Linked DNA regions of Mus musculus: region 2 is linked to region 1. Evidence: chromatin contacts called from public HiChIP or PLAC-seq data. All regions are on one chromosome and are shown on one strand. The core of a region is the stretch at or near the end of the contact, and the rest is flanking DNA. Distances in the headings are between cores, read along the strand shown.

Region 1 (5,509 bases), core at 2,971-5,470:
TTCACAGTGTGGTTCCCAACATGGGTGACTTATTCTCAGCCACCATGGTGCATCTGTACATCTGTGGCTTCCAATTCCTACCCCACCAGGTGCTCCCCACCACCCTCTGCCCCAGCCCTGAGTCTTGTAAGAACTACAACCTCGGGTAATCCAGGCAGCTTTTCCAGACTTTCTTCCCAAGTTGGGAATTTCAAACCAATCTTCCACCCCATCACAGACCCATCCTTTCCTCAAGGAGAGGGACTGGGTGAGTTCTGATCTCCTGTGTTTAAGACAGTGTGAGCTCATGGTGGGCTGAGCAAGTGAAGGCTGCTGAGGTCAACAACTGGACGTTGTGCTTTAGGGATCCTCTTTGTCTTGGGGACTCATCCTTGTCCTAGCTTTATACCCACTCTCCCTGGAAGATGTCTGCCACCTTGCACACAGCTGGGCTTCTATCTACAGAGGGGAAAAAGACACCTGTGCAAGACCGGGATTTCTGGGCTTGTTGTGGGCTCCGCCTCTTGCCCAGTGAGCTCACCTAGCCTGACATTCACTCCTGTGCTCCAGAGTAAATGGCCTGAGGGAGGATAGCCAGCTCACCATTCCAGCCTGGCAGGTTGGGAAGAACAGAGCAGACCCGCAGCAAATATGCAACAGTGTGGCCGAGGAGGAAATACCACTGTTCCGAGGACTGAGGCTTTAGAGTTGATTGTCACAGCATAAGCTAGGCAGGTTAGTCTGCTTTCTGCCACTATAACAAACGTCTAAGGTTGCCTGCTTGTAAAGAGAAAAGTCCTAATTTGGCTCAGAGTTTTGGAGGTTCCAGCTTACGTGGCACTGTCCTCACTTTGGGTCTGTCTGGGACAAGGTGCAGTGTGGTACAAGGGACGAAACAGAGCCCTGCTGCTCGCCTTGTGCTTGCCTTAGCTTCTTTTCTCATTGCTGCCACAAGATGCAGGACAAAAGCAGCTTAGGAATGTGATGCTACTGCCTGTCATGGAGAGGCGTGCATGCTGGGGCAGTGTGAGGTGGCCAGGCACAAGGTGCTAGTGAAGCAGGAGGAGATGGATGTTGCCCTGCTCCTGTCTAGTCATCCCTGTTTATTCCGTCTAAGACACCAGAGTCTAAGTTGCCCAGGCCAGCCTTGAACTCTCAGTATAGCCCAGATAATTCTCAAAACAGCAATGCTCCTGCCTCAGCCTCCTGAGCTCAGAATTATAAGTGTGACTCTGAGGCTTAATTTCTCATGAGAAATATCCAACAAAGACCGACAAAACCACCAGGCAGTGCTTTGGTATTTGAGGTTGCTGGGTGTATGTTGCCTATGGAAGAGACGGTCACAGGTTCCCAAGGAGGTGCAGTTTGGCTGCTCCCTACATCACTTATAAGAACTCAGCTAAGAAAAGGTTACTTGCTTACTTTTTTCAGGTAGTCTATCACTCTGAAGCCCAGACTATCATGGAACTCATATAGCCCAGGCTGACCTGAATTTACAGCAATCCTCCTGCCTCAGCTTTCAAGTGCTGGAATTAAAGGCATGAGCCACCACCCCTCAGCATAGATTTAGAGAGTTCTTTTTCAATAGATCCAATTGAGCAATCTATAAAGAACATGTTAGATTCTATTTTTTCTTTTCATATGTGTGTGTTTGCATGTGTGGGAGTGTGTGTGTGTGTGTGTGTGTGTGTGTGTAGCATGCATGCAGAGAGTCAAGGCTGATGTAGGGAATCACCCTCCATTCCTCTTTCATTTTATTCAGGGAGTCAGGATCTCAGAATCAAGCCCACATGGTTTCCCTTCAGGGTAGGCAGACCAGTCTCTTGCTCTGGGGATCCCGTCTTCACCCTCTGAGGCTGGAGTTACAAGCAGGCTGCCAGCCACACACGCACACACACACACACCAGGCATTTCTAGGAGTCTGAAGTCCATCATTATGCTAATGTGGTAACCACTTAGGCACTGCCATCTCCCCAGTTCCACAGTGGTTTGTAAGTACAGTACAACTTCCAGAGTGAATGAGAGGCTCTTGTGAACAGTATCATCTTAAGCCAGTGAGATAGCTCTCTTGCAAATCCTGCAAGGGACATACTTACCCTAAAAATCCTTTGTTGTTTTTCTGAAATTCACCCTCACCAGGACACTTAATACACTGTCAGGCAGTTCTTACAATCTTGCTATACAGAACAAACAATAAATAAGATTTTAAAAAATCTTGGTTTGTAGCCCTGGCTGGCCTGGACTTCATGGCAATCCTCCTCCTTAAGCTAAGATGTCGAGTGTGCATACTAACCCTGCCTGTTCTGTGGCAGCTTACATGTTGCCTCATCTTTTAGAAGAAATTTGCCTAGTCTGTGACCAAGACTCTGTAAGTTTCTCATGACTTATTTTTAAATTTTTTAAAAAATTGTTCATCTAGTGCACATGTGTGTCTCCATGAGTGCAGGTGCCCAGGGAGGCCTGGAGAGGAGTCCGGTTCCTTAGAGCTGGGGTTGCAGGAGGCTGTAGACTTCCATGTGCTGGGAACTGGGACCTCTGGAAGAACAGAAAGTGGTTACCTTCTGAGCATCTCCCCAGGCCTCTCCATGGCCTCAGGACAGCTTAGTGGGAGGGCATTTGCCTACAATACACAAGGCCCTGGTCTCATTCCCAGCAGAGGGAGAAAGGAGGAGGGGGGAGGAGAGACGGGGAGGAGAGAGGAGATCCACAGTACACCTACACTCCAGGAGGAGGTTTCTCATTCTCCTGCAGAACCTGATTTAGACATAGCCATTAACTCTGACTCTAGAGAAAAAAACTCAGGGTCTTGAGAGTCATCTTCTGTCACATGACAAGACATCCATGAGATGCACAAAACTGAAGTTCTAAAAGACTTAGGGGTGGGAGAAGCTCATCCCGGAGTGGAGGACTCTGGAAACACGCCCACACCATTAAAACAAAAGTTCAACGCAGTCAAACCTCCCATTAGCTCTCTCTGAACACCGGTTGAGCAGTAATTTTTAACACCAGACTATGACTTCAGGCAGGTACTAGGTATTGCTATGAAAACCGAGCCTAAGAAGCGAATGAATGAATAAATGAATAAATGAATGAATGAATGAATGAATGAATATGGGACGTGGCTCAGTGGGTGGAGTGCTTACAGGACAAACACGAGAACCTGAGTTTGGATCCCAAAGAACCACATAACAACCTGGTTGTGGTGGCCTTTGCCTGTAATTCCAGTGCTGGGACAGTAGGGGGCAGACAGCAGGGACGGGCCATACATGCACACAGCATATACACACAAGCAAAGTTTTAAAAGTGCAATAAAGATATGAATGACTATATCAGGGTGAGTTTGTCATTCTGGATGACTCACCTGCCTAGAACCACCTTAGAGTACATGCTAAGCCAGACATAAACTGAGGCACAGGGAAATAAGCGTCAAGCATGTACCAAGTTCCTCATGAGTTTACGGCAAGACAAAAGCTAGGCAATTTGGGTGGTGAGTCTTCAAAAGTGGTTGTTTGTTCCTGACAGTGGTGAGAGGTTTGTTGAGGAAGACCCAATTCCCAATTTTGCTGCCGTCTTCTCGGCTCCCTTAGAAAAACATAATAATGTCGTTTTGTGATGACCCTGGGGCTAGACCACGGGGCAGGAGCCTTCTGGGTAGAGCAGAACATATTGGGGCTTTTTCTGTCTGTGACAAATGAGTGCTTTCACTGATACTGGCACACACTTTGCCTTTTTTTTCTCTCTTAAGGTAGAATAAGTGAATTAGGAGAAAGAATATTACGTCTCAGACAGAGGGAAGACCCTGGGTATGGGGGCACATGGTTGTGGTCCCCCACACCAGAAGAGAAGGCAGGTTGATGACTCAAGGCCATCCACAACTACACAGTGACTTTGTCCTAGGCTGTATGAGACCTGTCTCTGCAAGAAAAAAAAATACAAAAAGAACTGAGATTTTGAAGGTAGAAAGCAATGGAAGTTAAAACCTGAGGAGAGTGATGTATTATACGGCGATACTGTAAGTCAAAGCACACGTAGTTGGTGTTCAGTAGTGTTTGTGGATAAACACAAAATAAATAAGGGATATTTGTATCCATAAGCGTTGTCTGAGTTAAGCGCACTTTGGACAGCTTGACATGAACTCAAACCTCAGAGTGTTTTGCTTCCAAACAACAGGCACACAGTTGCAGACAGACTTTTGCAGAAGTTGAGGTTGCTTCCATGATGCAATCCACGAGGCCTCTTGTGACCAAGCCACGTGCTTAGAAGCTCGCAGATGATGTTCAGACACACTGCTGACATACAAGTAGGTTACCACAGCAGAGGCCAGGCAACAGTAAATAGGATCCAGCCTTTCCCTTCTAAAGTCCCCCACACCTTCAACTAAAGACTGAGTGGCATGGTCAGAGTTTTACTGCTGTTCTACAGACACCATGACCAAGGCAACTCTGATAAGGACATTCAATTGGGGCTGGTTTACAGGCTCAGAGTTTCAGTCCATGATCATCAAGGCGGGAACATGGCAGCATCCAGGCAGGTATGGTACAGGAACTGCTGAGAGTTCTACATCTTCATCTGAAGGCTGCTAGCAGAATACTGACTTCCAGGTAGCTAGGATGAGTCTTGAAGGCCACGCTTTAAGTGACACACCTACTCCAACAAGGCCACACCAACTCCAGCAGGGCCACACCTTCTAATAGTGCCATTCCCTGGGCCGAGCATATACAAACCATTATACTGAGCCCAGGCTACTTCTCCATTGCCGTGAATAAACACCTGAGGGAAGCACCTAGGGTGTGTGTGTGTGTGGGGGGGGGCTGGTATTGTGGCTCACAGTTTGAAGGATCTAATCCCTTATGGGAGGCCCCTGCTGCAGAAGCGTGAGGTGGCCGGTCACACTGCGTCCTCTGTCAGGAAGCAGAGGGATGAGTGCTCATGCTCAGCTCTCTTCCTTTTATGTTTAGTCTAGAACCTAGCATATGGGATGGTGCCGCCCACAGGTGCCGCCCACAGTTAAGGTGAACCTGCCCACTTCAGTTTATTTAACTAGAGACTTCTCTCGGATGAGCCAGGTTTGCTAGGATAGTGATTCTAAGTCCAGTCGAGATTAATCTTGTACCAGGCTTGGCGATGCACACATGTCATCCCCGACCTAAGGAGGCAGTGACAGGAGGGTCGTCTTGAGTTCAAAACCAGCCGTTCCAGGCAAGCCAGGGCTGCATAGTGGGACCCTGTCTCAAAAACAACAACAAAAGTAACACTAAGCAGGTTTTTTACATAAAAGGTTTTAAATTATAGTCTGAGCTGGGTATGGTGACACACACTTATAGTTCCGGTACCGAAGAGGCTGAGGCAGGAGGCTCCCTGTGAGTTTGAGGACATGCTCAGCTACATAGTAAGCTTGAGACCAGCCTGACCGCAGAATGAGAGTCTGACTCAAAGCAAAGTAAACACAATAGAAAATAGCACATGAATGCAGAAAGTATGGATGGGCAGATGGCAGCAAACCAGAAGTGCCAGCAGAGCTGTACAAAGT
Region 2 (5,353 bases), core at 868-3,367, 120 kb before region 1:
ACCCTGATACCCTATCAGGTTCTATCTCTGCTCTGCTCTGGGCCTGTTGTCTTAGTAAGGTCATTTAACCTTCCTGTGCCCAGTAGCCTTATGGGTAATATGAAACTATCGCTACCTGTTTGTGGTGGTTGACTTTGATTGTCAACTTGATTGAATGAAGAACCCAAGAGTGTTGGTCAGCACGCCTTTATGTGTGTCTGTGGGGCCTTTCCAGACAGGAGAATACCTGTCCCAGATGTGGATAGCACATTGCACAGGTGGGGGTCCAGGGATGAAGAGAAATGGTGAAAGAAAAAGTAAGTAACTCTGGTGGTTTCCTCTCTGCCTCCTGATTGCTGAGGTGTGGACACACGGCCTATCCCCATCCCAGGGTGTTTCCCACCCTGGGGGACGGAATCTCCAAAACTGTGAGTCAAAATAAACCTTTATTTCCTTAAATTACTTCTTGTAAATCATTGGTTGTGAATAATGTATTTGTTACTAATACTAATTAGTTATCAATTAGCATGTTCATTGCTAATTAGCAATTAGTTACTAATTAGTATATTGAGTGCTAATACACTGTTCACAGAGCCCAGGGAATAAAAATGAGCCATCAGAAAGTCTTTAGAGCAGAGTTTCCTTTGAATTCCATCAAGGGGAAGTGCTGCCTGAGATTGGCAGGCTCAAGGGAAGGGAGAGCAGGGGATCCGCTGTGAGCATCCATTCCCTGCCTTAGACCACAGCAGCCATCAAACTCCAGCTTCCCTCCCAAGATTCTAGCCTCTTATTTCATAGCTCCAGACATGTGAGCCACACCTCCTCCTCCCTGTGGCTGGTCTTCTCTGCCACAGGTCTCAGCCTCAGCCTCTGTCACCTGTGTGGCCAGCAGTCTGCTTTCCTGTTGGATACAGCTAAGAAATAAATACTAGGAAACATTATTGGAAAATAATTTCTACATTCTTTTTAAATTTTACTTATATGTATGGCTGTTTTGCTTGTATACCACATTTGTACCTGGTGCCTGCAGAGGCCAGAAAGGGTGTCAGGGCCCCTGGGACTGGAGTTACAAATGCTTGTGAACTGCCGTGTAAGTGTAGAATCCAGGACCTCTGGGAGAACAGGCAGCGCATTTCATGTGGTCAGGAGAAATTGCAGGAAGAATCTTTTGGCTTCCTGACACACAGGCCTGCAGAGCGAGAAGAGGCTGGAGCAGCCAGAGTGCTCAAGGCCAGAGATATTGTCAAGATGTGTTAGGCCTCAAGAAGGCTGTGATATTTCACCCTGGGAGTTAGAAGGGCCTCTTCAACCTTGAGATTCTGCGACTCGGTATAAAGCAGATAATGTGTTGTGAGTTTGGCACAGCCTTCAAAGCCATAATCATGTTCGTTGCAACACAATTCTATAAAAGAGCCAGGCTAGGAAGATCCCTGCAAGGTCAGCCTTGGGACATAGCCAGCCTGAAAAACAGAACGAAATCCTGGAAGGAAAGGAAGGGAGGGGAAGGACAGGGGATAGGAAAGGAAGGGAAGGGAAGGGAAGGGAAGGGAAGGGAAGGGAAGGGAAGGGAAGGGAAGGGAAGGGAAGGGGGGGGGGAAGGGAAGGGGATAGGAGAGGAAGGGAATGGAAGGGAAGGGAAAGGGATAGGAGAGGAAGGGAAGGGAAGGAAAGGAAAGGAAAGGAAAGGAAAGGAAAGGAAAAAAGAAAAGAAAGGAACGAGGGAAAGACAGATGGGGAAGAGGAAGGAAGAGAGTGAGGGAAGGAAGGAATGAAAGATGGGGGAAGGAGAGGGAGGAGAGGAAGGGAGTAAGGGAAAGGGATGGAGAGAAGAAAGAAGGAAGGGAGGGAGGGAGGAAGGGAGGAAGGAAGGAAGGAAGGAAGGAAGGACGGAAGGAAGGAAGGAAGGAAGGAAGGAAGGAAGGAAGGAAGGAAGGAAGGGGGGGCAAGTTACTCGGGCCTGGTGCCACTAGTGTATAATCCCAATTCTCTGGAGACTGAGGCAGAAGGATAGCCACCAGTTCAAGAACATTACAGGCTATGTAGTAGGACTTAGCGTCAGAGAGAAAGGAGGAGAGGACAAATTGATAAGGCTGGGTCCTGTCTTACAGGGCCCCTCCCTAGGAGCCGACTGTGCTCCGCCCCGCCCCGCCGTCCTCCCGCCTGCTCCTCGCTGTCTATGGCGCGCCCCGCGCCCTGGTGGCGGCTGCGGCTGCTGGCGGCGCTCGTCCTGGCGCTGGCTCTGGTCCCAGTGCCCTCAGCCTGGGCTGGGCAGACGCCGCGCCCCGCAGAGCGCGGGCCCCCGGTGCGGCTCTTCACCGAGGAGGAGCTGGCCCGCTACGGCGGCGAGGAGGTAGGCGGCGCGGCCTGGGCCGGCGGCTGTCCCGAGCTGACTGGTGGCGGGGACCCACGCGAGGCCGGGTGGAGGCAGGGCGTCGCCCTGACGCCCCACCCCGCGCTTCCTCCGCCCCGCCTTGTCGCTGTGGGTCTGAGTACAGACCTCAGACCCTTCTAGATTTTAGTGTGAGGGTGAGCTGGGGTCACACGGCCTACAGTTTGTGCAAAGTGACCGGCCTGAGAGTGCGCACTGAGCTAGGGGGGTCTGGGGCCGGCAGGATGATCCAAGCCTTTCCTTTCCTGCCCCGGTGTCCCGGGCCTACTGAAGCTCACCCTTCAGACCCCATTTAGTGTCTGGGCTGGTGGGGATGAACGCAAAGGAGGAAATAACACTACCCGATATGGGTAGCTGCTTTAGATGGGGAGGAAGCCTGAATCCAGTTAGGAAGAACCGGTCTCTTGGCATTGTAGTGATTCCAGGAATTAATCCCCTACCTTTACAGATAGGGAAACTGAGGCACGTGCTCAGTGGTACAGGAGGGAAGGACCCGTGTTGCTTCGCTGAATCTATGTGCCCTGAGCTCCCTAGCTTCGGTGTTAGCGAACCTTACATAGACCAAATATGCAAGGGTCTCTCCCAAAACAGATCTTTAGGGATGAAAGCTGAGGCCAGTGGTTCTCAGCCTGTGGGTCCTAAGACTGTCAGAAAACACAGATGCTTACATTAGGATTCATAACAGTAGCAAAATTACAATGATGAAGTAGCAATGGAAATCATTTTATGGTTGTGGGGGTCACCACCGCATGTGAAACTGTTTAGAGTTGCAGCGTTAGGAAGGTTGAGGACCGCTGCTTTTTTTTTTTTTCTGGCCGCGCTTGCTCCCGTCTATTTATTTATTATATACAAGTACAATGTAGCTGTCCTCAGACACTCCAGAAGAGGGCATCAGATCTCATTGCAGATGGTCGTGAGCCACCATGTGGTTGCTGGGATTTGAACTCATGACCTCTGGAAGAGCAGTCAGTGCTCTAAACTGCTGAGCTATCTCTGCAGCCCAAGAACTGCTGCTTTTGACCCACAGGTCCATAAGAACACAGGGATAGGAACATGGCGGGAATGTGAACGGGTGTTACCGGACAGCGGAGGGAACTCCCGGTATAGGCGCATGGGGAGAACAGTTAGCAAAGCTGGCCTGTTGTTCTGCCTAGCAAGGCAATCCACGCCTTACTGATGCGGGCGGGCGGGCTTCTCACTGCCTACACTGGGTGTGCAGTATGGTTTATGTGGAGCACTCTGCATCGGGGCACCCAGACTGGCTGGGGAAGAACCCAGGGTTTCTAGTGGGTAGAGGACCAGATCTTGGTCATTTGTTGTTGGCGAAAGAGATGGTGAGTGTTGTCATCATAAAAAGATAAAGTGGTATTAATATATGTTCTATGGGGGTGTGGTGAGGTGTGGGGGGAGGGGGTGCCTCAGTGGGCCCATGCTGATGCCGAGGCATCTCTTCATCTCTTCCCCCTGAGGGAAACACAACGGTATAGTGTAGAATAGAGTTTATTTAGGGCATGGAGAGGGAGTTAAGAGGGTAGGAGAGAGAGAGAGAGAGAGAGAGAGAGAGAGAGAGAGAGAGAGGAGGAGGAGGAGGAGGAGGAGAGAAGAGAAGAGAAGAGAAGAGAAGAGAAGATAAGAGAAGAGAAGAGAAAGAGAAGAGAAGAGAAGAGAAGAGAAGAGAAGGCCGGCCATGACCACATGGAGAGAGGGGGTTAGAGAATGAAGAGGGGGGAACAGGGGGACAAGGGTAAGAGAACCAGAGATCGAGGAGGGGGCAAGCAGCCCCTTTTATAGTGGGCCAGGTCTACCTGGCTGTTGCTAGGTAACTGTGGGGAGGAACATACTTGACTGCTGCCAGGAACAGTGAGGGTGGAATCCAGACAGAATACGAACATTCCCCCATTTTGGTTTAGTGTTGTGGCGCAAGCCTTTAATCCCAGCACTCAGGAGGCAGAGGCAGGCGGATTTCTGAGTTCGAGGCCAGCCTGGTCTACAAAGTGGGTTCCAGGACAGCCAGGGCTATACAGAGAAACCCTGTCTCAAAAAAAAAAAAAAAAAAAAAAAAAACAAAAAACCAACCAATCAACCAACCAAACAAACAAACTTAGAAAGAGGTGATGGTGAAGCAGAAATAGGGTGGATGTGATATCTGGCTGGTTCATGCTGACATTGGGGCGGCGTGTCTCTGGGGAACCTAGAGGGATGGGTATGGGGGATGTTTGTCTAGTCTTAAGAGAGCGGTCTGCTTCCTTGCTGTCCAGGGCCTGTGGAGCCATCTGAGGATAGGTCGGAAGGAACAGGTCCAGTAGAGTCTGTGTCTGTGAGGAGATTGGAGCATCTGAAGGTTGCTCCTCTGGAGTGGTCCTGGGTATAGTAAGCGCCTGGACTTGACAAGATGTTGAAACACATTATTATAGGTAGAGAAAAGATTAAGTATGTTTGGGAGAAAGAACAGTTTTTTAAGATGTCCAATTGAAACCCAGAGGAATCCCACCCGCTGGAACAGCCGATGTACGGATCTGGACGGAGCCTATGTGATCCATGAAAGGTAGATCTGAGTGGGTTTCCTGTAGCTTACAAGTTTATAAAAGAGATAGCAACATGAGTTAACCACACGAGCAGTCTTTAAGACGAGCCTTTTGTGGAGCAGAAGGAGCATGATTCAAAAGTTGGATCATATACTGGAATGTTTTATTAGAGTTAAGCAAATTTATAGGAGCTCAGATAATATCAGGACAGTGGCATAGCAAGAAGAGGAAATATGAAGTATTTAATGGAAACAGAGTTTAGTTTTTTTCTAGCTGTCAATGTAGTCAGAAGTCTGAGAAAGAATAAACAATAGTCTATCGGTTATATATCAGTTGTGTATTATTTAAAAAAATGAGAGAGTCCACTAGCCAACAGTTCTCTGTGGTCTCCATGGCAACTTGGGCAGAGTCAGTCTGGCTCTCCGGTGCAGAAGTCACAGGGCTTTTTCTCTGTGGAGTG

The links. HiChIP or PLAC-seq counts read pairs in DNA pulled down with a chosen protein or histone mark.
Region 2: a contact with region 1 is called in an H3K4me3 HiChIP or PLAC-seq map of bone marrow-derived macrophages, with 2.9 times the contacts expected there. The contact joins the promoter of Nenf here to the enhancer-like site in region 1. A contact is called at or near these places in 3 of 39 promoter capture datasets (liver, macrophages and pre-B cells), 1 of 484 Hi-C or Micro-C datasets (nephron progenitors), 3 of 115 datasets of contacts at active chromatin or transcription factors (the HPC-7 cell line, bone marrow-derived macrophages and pancreatic cancer cells) and 2 of 9 other capture datasets (adipose tissue and pancreatic islet).

The regions. Positions count from the first base shown.
Region 1 is chr1:191,200,107-191,205,615 of GRCm38.p6, reverse strand. No RefSeq gene overlaps it. Among named protein-coding and RNA genes, the nearest start is that of Atf3, 20 kb to the right of the region's middle. Within about 2 kb of position 4,220, at least 61 of the 459 cell types and tissues checked have an H3K27ac peak or open chromatin away from gene starts, as enhancers often do. A contact at or near this core is called in the HPC-7 cell line, adipose tissue and bone marrow-derived macrophages, where this site is marked.
Region 2 is chr1:191,314,895-191,320,247 of GRCm38.p6, reverse strand. It overlaps Nenf (neuron derived neurotrophic factor), which reads left to right and starts at 2,117. Exons shown (of 4, transcript NM_025424.3): 1 at 2,117-2,329. The coding sequence starts at 2,156.